Regions from separate parts of the Drosophila melanogaster genome. Here region 2 is linked to region 1. A link is a contact called in public Hi-C data. All regions are on one chromosome and are shown on one strand. Each heading gives the region's core, a stretch centred on a gene start, on an enhancer-like site or on the middle of the called end of the contact. The rest is flanking DNA. Distances are from core to core; before and after follow the strand shown. Region 1 holds the start of CG1951. Region 2 holds the start of Bicra (BRD4 interacting chromatin remodeling complex associated protein).

Region 1 (4,507 bases), core at 621-3,120:
ACATTGCTGCTCTGCAGACACAGTTTCTTGATTCGTGGCAGCACGGAGTTCTTCATGGCGTTGTAGTCAATCAGAGTGGAAAATGTTGGAAGCACCGCTAGACAGAGGTCCTGGATCTGTGGCATGTCGCATTCCAGAGAGCGATAAAGTAGCGGCAGAACACTCTGCTTCACCTCTTCCGCTGGCGTTAGCTTGAGCAGCAGATCCATTTTCTGCATAAAGATCAGCAGAATCTGGATGGGGTCCGTAAGTTTAAAGATCGGCTTCAAGTGCGGAAGGATGTGGTCGCAGTACTCTCGTTGGCTGCTCATCTCAGCAATAAGCAAAACGTTGGGCAGCACAAACGGTATCATTGGCGAGTTGACGAACTCTTTGACGAGATAGGGAAGAATCGAATGCAAATTGACCCGGTGCGGTAGCGTCGGAATGATCTGCGGTAGACCCTTATAAAACTTTGACTTCTGCAGGTTGTCCCACTGGTATAGCGAGTCCAAATAGCTAAGTGTCTTAACCCCGACATCTTGAAAGTAGGCGATCTGCTTTAGCTCATGCAGCTTCGGTCGCAGGTTGGCACTGGGATGCAGCAGCGCTTTAAGGCTTTCAGTCAGCTCGCTGGGAACTGCGTTCATGGGTGGATACTTTCGCTGGTTCAGATCATTTGCGTAGCGACGAAAGCTGCTGTAATCACTGCCAAACATTTTCAGGGGCTTGCCGGCATAAATGGTGAAAATTAGAACGCCTGCAGCAAAGGAAGACTCAATAAATACGATTCTATATCTGGTTACTTAATATGAAAGATACCTTGTATTAAAACGCTTAGCTATTTATAAAATACCTTATCTGTTGACTTATTTCAATAATCGCAGAAAAATTTACTTTTATACGTAAATTATCAACAAGATCAAATACTTGGCTGGCTATGACTCATGCGAAATTATATTCATTCCTATGATATAACTCGGTACCTACCCAATGAGAACAGATCACTGTCTGGTGTGTTGACACTGTTCAAGGCCAGCTCCGGTGCTGTGTACTCCAAGCTGGGCTGTGCCAGGACGTGCAGGGATGTGGTGTACTCCCGAAAGGGCCAGTGGGGTGTGCCATCGGTGGCCGGTTGGTTGGCAATGCAGAAATCAAATCCGAACAGCTTCCAGCTGCGGTTCTTGTTGATCACGATTGTCTCGGCGCTAATGTTGCGGTGCACAATCTTGGCGTCTTGGTGAAGGAACTGCAGGCCATCGAAGAGCTGCAGCAGACCGTGTCGAATCTCTACATCATAGAGCTTCTTTTCGGAGCGGACGTTGTCGCCGACCACGTTGGCTAGGGAGGCAAAAACCGGCTCCGTGGCGAAGGCAAGCGAGTCCCGACTCTCCTCCAGTGGATGCTGTACGGTTAGCACGTGAGGATGTCGAATTTTTGTTAGCTGTTGAACCCCGCGACGCAGTGTTTCCAGCATGGTCTCCCGGTCATCCTTCGACCAGCGCTCCAACGACTTTTTCTCGAACACGAAGACGGACACTTCCTGTTTGGTGCTCTTCTTGTGGCCATTGTACACCTTCCACATCAGACCTGGCAGTGGGATTACTCGGTATCAGCAAGCCACAATATGTTCAACTAGCAATGCAGGTAAACTCACCCACTCCGGCAGTGCACACCTGTTCCAGCACCTCGTACTCCCGCGTCACATTGTTCCCGGGCAGAACGCCGGACAGTGTGGACACCGTCTGTACGGCGGATGAGTAGAACTTGTTTATCATGTCCATCCTGGCGCGAATTTGCAGTAACTGCGGCCCACAAGTTAGTGCAAAATTCCTTTTTGTTTAACAATCAATACTAGCGCTGGGCCAACCTCTCACGATAGCATCACGCGATATATCGATATGTTTCGATTGCCTGTCAAATGTATTTTACATATAAATGCAGCCATTAGTAATCACGATTGTTTCCTAATTGACAGTGCATTGCTTTAACGTCAATAATTAAATGATCAAATGCTCTAAGCTTGACCACATTCGTCGGTAAATATTGTAAGTCCATTAAAAACAATTCTACGAATTCTACGAATGCATTTTAAAAGGGGGCTTCAGCATAGAGTATCTGCGAAATGGAAAACTTAAGGCAAACCAAAGAGTCATCGGAATTTAAAATGGGGACTTCTCTGGATAATAACAAACTGGCATCGTTGGGTGCCACAAACAAGCACCGGCTGCAGAACACATGGACCCTGTGGGGCGTAAAGTACGACCCTGAAATATCATGGGAGGACATGCTGAAGGAGATTGACAGCTTCAATACCGTCGAGGACTTCTGGAACCTGTATTTCCGCATCGATACGCCATCCAAGCTCAACCGCGGCTGTGATTACATGCTCTTCAAGAAGGGCATTCGCCCCATGTGGGAGGATCCGCCGAACAAGGGCGGAGGTCGTTGGACATATAAAGTGGATAAAAGGTCCACAGCCGAACTGGACAAAACTTGGCTGGACGTGCTTCTTTGCATGATTGGCGAGGCCTGCGATCACTGCGATCAGATTTGTGGGGCTTTTGTCAGGATTCGCAAAAATATCAACAAAATCTCCGTATGGACAAAGGCAGACGCGGGCGATGAGTGTAACGAACAGTGCTAAAATCCCAAAGAGACGAATAAACTAACTATTGCACATCCCTCAACGTTTTTAAAAGCTTATTAAATGGGCCGGTTTTCTGGATACCACTGGACACAAGGCTATTTTGTGCTTTGCAATACGGAATGTGAATTTAAAATGGGCTTAATTGGTAATTATTTTTGTATTGTTTGTTTTAAATTACGATTACGATATTGCGCTGGCTGCTGGAAGTGCTCTTGATGGTCTCAGGAACAAAGACTTAATAGTCGCATTTGTATTCCACAGATCACGGATAGAAACAATTTCTCGTTGATGGCAAAGCCAAAATTCCATATAATTTTCATCGGCTAAAACAATATAGACTTATATTGTTTATTTTGTAATTACAGTTCAGTTTAAACATTTTGGTCTGAACGATTGATTCGTTAACTATCTTTTAGGTCCTCCACAAATGTGAAGTAAACATTTGTGGCAGCCTGCGGTTTCTTGTTGAACACCCAGTCAATCATCAGCAGATATTCTCCAGTGGGAATGGGCGTGGGCAGCTTCTCGGACCTGAGATAGAAGTTCTTGACTTGCTGCAGGCCCTAGTTAATGATAAATATATACATGGTGGTTATAGTTTATTAATTGGGTAACTTCAAAAGTTAATCTCTTTCCAGGCATTTTATTAAATTTAATAATTTGATCAGCAAAATTTCACAGGCAAAGTCAACAAATTTCAATAAAAGCGTTGTAAAAAGCAATGCAAAGCCAAAAATAACGGAAAAATCTAGTTCGTTCTAAGAAAAAGAACAAAACAAAGTAGGAAAACAAAATGTGTAAAGAGTTTCTTGACAGTCTCAAAAGTGTGTAAACTTGGAATTTGTTGTTTATTTTCTTGTATATTTAATATTTTTAATTTGTTTTTTGATTTATAAGTAAAATAAATATTGTTTAATTATATTTTATAAAAAAATTGAGTTTAATTAAGCAAAAAACCCTTAATTTTAAGCTTTAAAGTCAAAAATTCAACTTATTTCACAGTGTGTAAACAGTTTCTTGACAAACTGTATGTATATATGAATTATACCTGGATTTTGTCCATCAGACTTACCACATAGGGACAGGTGTGATTGATCGTCGAGTACTCTTTGAAGAGCTCCCAAACGATCCGAATCAAGGCATTATTTCTCCGCCTTATAAACTGACAGCCGTCGAAACTGACGCTATATAGCCAAGGCTTATAGCCATTGGCCCTCTTCAGCAATCTGGCCTTGACTATGACATCGTGAACCGGATGCAGCAAATTGGCATCGACATTGAGGCAAACCTTATTCCTGCTAACAGCACGCAGGCGGCACAACCCGAATTCCACCCAGGATTTGTTATAGGTCTCACATACTGCATTGGTCATTTTGAAAATGACAGCATCCTGAAAAGTATAACACTTAATTTAGGCACTTCTCGTGCAAATCAACGACATTTACACATTGATAAGGCGGCTGAAGTGAGTGAGCTAGCATCCAAATAACCAGCACTATTTTCATGACTACTTGGCTGCTTGGGAAGAAGTGGTACGAATACGATGAAATTATATCATTTGTAGCTCTGTCAACAAATTAGTTACTCGTGTCCGTGCAGATAATTATGACATAGTTATTCCGACGTCTATAGATTAGCGGGTAATCAATCAATTGTTATAGCCTTTTTCCATTTTTGCTCGCCCTATTAAATTTATAAACATTTCTGGGTTCACTGCGCGGTGAATTTGTTTTTAACAGATATATTGTACAACATGTCTGATACCCTGTAAAACCGACCTTTTTGGCATTATTCGTATTTAATAGGCTTTTAAATTTGGTTACAGTAAGTTAGCTTGGCTCTAAATGTTGGCCATTGGAAGCCTCCTCTTCTAATTGC
Region 2 (4,533 bases), core at 690-3,189, 36 kb before region 1:
CGAGTGGAGAGCGGATGGCCGCCCCTTGCATTCATTTATAGTTTTCAGTGATTTGGCTTTTTGATGAAGACTCATAATTACGCTGGTTTTTGTCACTGTACAATGGCCGAATTGTTGGAGTGTCGGAGGTGTTTACAAAGTTCAAGTGTTTGGGAGCAGCTGCGCAGCCAGCGTTTATTTTTAGCACGAAAGAGCAGCGAGAGCGAAGCAGCGAGAAGAGCGGCGAAGAGAACGTGCGCAAGTGCATTTTTAAAATCAGAATCGGATGCTGCACGCTCTTGCTCTTGCTCTCAGTAAGCGTGATTACGAATTTGGATTTTCTATTCGTAGTTTTTTTGTGTGTGTTTTTGATTGGCATTTTCTCACCTGGTCGATCCAATGACTGTCTGCGACTCATTGGCAAAAGATTTGTGCTGCTCTTCTGTTGTGTGGTGTTTTTTTCAGGGGGGTTTTATAGACAATAACGTCGGCGAATGCAAATTATGCCAATTTTGATTGATTCATTGGGTAATTTGTTGCTGCTGGTTGTTGGTTCCTTTTGGCTATTGCTTTTGCTTATTTCCTTTTGCCGCGCTGCTTCTTACTCAATTCTATACACTCAACACACACACACGCGGACATCTTTCGAATTTCATTTCACACGCGACTGTTGACTTTCTTTTTGCCCCTCTCTCACTCTAACGCGCTCTTTCTTTTTCTCACTCTCTGAGAACTCGACAGATGTTGTTGTTGTGGGGCCTTTTTTTGATTTGAGGTGTTGCTGCTTCTGCTTCTATTGCAATTTGTGACGTGCTGTTGTGATTTGTTTGTTGCTGGCTTGTGGTTTGAAAAACGCTTTTTCGACAACACACATATGGGGAGCACGCACACACTCACTCGCCAGCAGCCAGCACACACACACAAACACACACGCACGCACACATTCACTCTCGCGCGTCACGTCAATGAACGCAGCAGCACGTAGTTGTTGTTTTCGTCACTGATTCTCGCCTTGTACGCACATTTTGCTGGCTAATCGAAGCACTTGATCGGCAACTGCTCATCAGAGCCTTGTTTATTTACATTGCAGCACGGGGCTAGTGCACTTTCCCCGATTTTATGCGTTTTTCTCTCGATTCGCACGGCCGTACAACGAGCGCCGCCGCCGCAAACAAAGGGAAATGGTGAATGCTAGAGCTGGAAGAGAAGCCGATGGTTAGTCGATACTATCGATGTATACAGATAACTGGCAGCATCGATGTTTGCCCCGCAACCATCGATTGTATTCACTCTAAAAAATATGGTTTTCTACAAGAATTCAATGTTTATAAATAAAACAGTCACTTTAATAAAAGCTTAGAAAACTCTTTGTGATTTATAAAGATTTAAGCGCGTTGTTTACGATAAGTTATAAAAACTAGGGTTGACACCTGTCTGTGAAAGACTTTTTGAATGTAAATAAACATCAAGACGGCAATAACGTAACGAAATTAAATTGATAAATAACTTTATTTTACTAGTTTAACAAATAAGAATATAAAGAAAACCATACAAGTTTCCGCACTAAAAACAAAATATATTATTTTTAGAACACGAAATAGTAAGCGATATTTTGAAATGCGGAACTGAGTATTTCAGGCACATCTGACAGCCCTGAAACAATGCAGACCAGACATTAGGTCGGGGACGTGTGCTAGACCGAGATGTCTGCTAGTACTGCTTTTGTCTCACTCGCGCACGAAGAGGTAGAGAAGAAAAAAACCAAAACGAAGTGGGCAAACTAGCGAACTTCACAAAACCCTCGACAAGACAACTTTGTATTATTGCCCTATTTCTCCTTGGTTATTATTACCGCGGCTGGGCGAGGTATCCCTTAATGTTCGATTAATAACATTTCCGCAGATTTCCCGCACTTTTGCTGCACTCCGAACTGTTGTTTTATCGACTGCCCGAAATCGATTGGTCGATGGGCGATAAGCCCTACGGGCGAAATTTTACCAACACTGGTCGATAGCCAACTATCGTATCGTATCGCCTAATTACAAAAAATAAATATAAATGAAGTGAAGCGGACGCAGCAACAAAAACAAAGAGATTGCTACGATCAAAATGCTACGGGTAAGTGACCTGATCGGCGATGAAAACGCATATAGAGTTCAGTGTGCACATATACCTTTATCTCCCTGTACGACAGGCAATCGGGAAACGGGACAGGGACATCTTCGAGGAAGTTTGGCCGGACAAAAGGCGAATAGTTTTAAAGCTACTGCGCCAGGACACGGTGTCGCAGCGCGAATGGCAGGACCTATTCTTCGGCGTACACTTCGTGTGCCTGTGGGACGAGAAGGGCGCGGCCAAGATCTACGACTGCCTGCAGCAGGACATCGTTGAGTTTATCGTCCAGGCCCAAAGCCAGGTGCAAGCGCAACGGGGCGAGCAGGCCCTTCTGGCCACCTATATTGTGGAGTGGCGGAAGTTCTTTACACAGTCCAACTACCTGCCGCTGCCTTTCCGCCAGCTGGAGCAGTCGCCCCAGGTGAAGCCCTCCTCCAGTGGCAGCAGCTCCTCCGCATCCGTCTCCGCCTCGGGAGCGAGTACGAGTGCCGCCGCGGCGGCAGCAGCTACTTCCTGCAGCGGCCAGGCTGGAAAGTCAGGAGCCTCCACCTCAGCCGCAGCTGGAGCCTCCACTTCAGCCGCCGCTGCTGCAGCCTCCACATCCGCCTCCACAAGCTCAGCAGCGGCAGCTGCAGCTGCTTCCGGAAGTGGGAGCTCCAGCAGCAGCACCTCTACCTCCAAGAAAAACCCCACGGAGGACAGTCCTGTACGAAAACTAATGCTGGACTCCTGGAACAAGCACATATTCCACGACATCAAGCATCGTCTGCAGGAGTCGGCCATGAAGATTGTGCACGCCGAGCGGAACGGCGATGCCTATGATGCCCAGCTAGTGGTAGGCGTGCGCGAGAGCTATGTGAATCTCTCCTCGAATGCAGAGGACAAACTAGAGATCTACAGGGAGAACTTTGAGATGGCGTACCTTAAGGCCACTGTCGAGTTCTATCGCCTGAAATCCGCCGAACAACAGCAAGAGAACGGAGTGCTGGCCTATATGAAATACGCCGACTCAAAGTTGCGTGAGGAGGAGGTTAGGGCCAAGCGGTATCTGGAGCCCAGCAGCTTCAGTATACTTACTTACACGCTGGTTAATGTGCTCATAGTGGACCACCTCAACTCAATCATCGCCGAGTGTCCGGCTTTGATCAGGGACTATGAAACGGAGCGATTGAATCTCATGTTCCGCCTGATGGATAGAGTGATGCACGGCGTTGGCGTGGAGCCCATGATGGGTGACCTGCAGCGTCACATCATGTCCGCCGGACTGGCCGACATGCTGTCCGCTTCGGAGGTGATTACCCAGGATTCGGAAAAGTACGTTGAGCGGCTACTTGAGCTGTTCAACAAGTTCAGCGACCTGGTACGCAACGCCTTCAACGACGATCCCCGCTTCCTCACTGCCCGCGACATTGCTTTTAAGACGGTAGTCAACGACACCAGCGTGTTCAAGATGGAGCTACCCACGAGTATCGCCAATCGGGGTGTAAAGTACACAGCGCCGGAGAGCAAATGCCCGGAACTACTGGCCAACTATTGCGACATGCTGCTGCGGCGAACGCCGCTCAGCAAACGCCTCACCAGCGAACAGATCGACGCCCGTCTGCGCGATGTCCTCTTGGTCCTGAAGTACGTCAACAACAAGGACGTCTTTATGCGCTATCACAAAGTTCATTTGACGAGGCGGTAAGTTGACTGCATAATGTTTCAAATGAAGCGATTACATACTCTTGTTCCTCCAATTACAGCTTGATTCTGGGGACCAGTGCGGACAGCGAAAAGGAGGAGGACATAGTCGAGTGGCTGAGGGAGGTGGGCATGCCGGCGGACTACGTGAATCGGCTGGCGCGCATGTTCCAAGACATAAAGGTAGGTTTTACCAGACTGATGTTAGGAGCAGGTTTATTCATTATCCCCTTTCGTATATAGGTCAGCGAAGACTTAAATACTCAATTCCGCACCTCGATAAGTCGGCACGATGCTATCAACATAAAAATACTCAACGCGGGTGCCTGGGCCCGCTGTTCGGAGCGAGTCTCGGTCTCACTGCCCATCGAGCTCGAGGACTATATTCCTGATGTGGAGGAGTTTTACAAGAAGAAGCATTCCGGCCGTAAGCTGCAGTGGTACCATCACATGAGCAATGGCACTATCACCTTTGTGAATAACTTCGGGCGCTACGATCTGGATGTGACCACTTTCCAGATGGCCGTCTTGTTTGCCTGGAATCAGCGTCAGCATGACAAAATTTCCTACGAGAATCTCCGCCTGGCCACAGAACTACCAGGTTAGGATTGCTTGCAAATTTACTTTTCGCTTTGATGATAATTATTTGTGTATTTTTAAGATCCCGAACTGAGGCGAACGTTGTGGTCGCTGGTAGCGTTCCCTAAGATAAAGAAACAGATCCTGCTCATGGAACCGGCGGCGATCAGTTCGCCC

Evidence for each region. A called contact is a pair of places that touch in the nucleus more often than the background predicts.
Region 2: a Hi-C map of the Kc167 cell line shows a contact between it and region 1, with 4 times the contacts expected there. The contact joins the promoter of Bicra here to the promoter of CG1951 in region 1. A contact is called at or near these places in 12 of 107 Hi-C or Micro-C datasets (the Clone 8 cell line, the D17-c3 cell line, the Kc167 cell line and 2 more).

Annotation. Positions count from the first base shown.
Region 1 is chr3R:29,024,599-29,029,105 of dm6, reverse strand. It overlaps CG1951, which reads right to left and starts at 1,870. Exons shown (of 6, transcript NM_143398.4): 1 at 1,637-1,870; 2 at 970-1,569; 3 at 1-739. The coding sequence starts at 1,763. CG14518 reads right to left here and starts at 4,135. Exons shown (of 3, transcript NM_143396.3): 1 at 4,075-4,135; 2 at 3,702-4,019; 3 at 2,947-3,192. The coding sequence starts at 4,134. The coding sequence ends at 3,031. It overlaps eIF4E6 (eukaryotic translation initiation factor 4E6), which reads left to right and starts at 1,932. Exons shown (of 2, transcript NM_143397.2): 1 at 1,932-2,018; 2 at 2,078-2,667. The coding sequence starts at 2,105. The coding sequence ends at 2,626.
Region 2 is chr3R:29,060,446-29,064,978 of dm6, reverse strand. It overlaps Bicra (BRD4 interacting chromatin remodeling complex associated protein), which reads right to left and starts at 1,939. Exons shown (of 9, transcript NM_001276122.1): 1 at 1,832-1,939; 2 at 367-1,176. The coding sequence starts at 397. It overlaps Cul5 (Cullin 5), which reads left to right and starts at 2,004. Exons shown (of 7, transcript NM_143408.3): 1 at 2,004-2,097; 2 at 2,174-3,777; 3 at 3,840-3,960; 4 at 4,021-4,378; 5 at 4,439-4,533. The coding sequence starts at 2,089.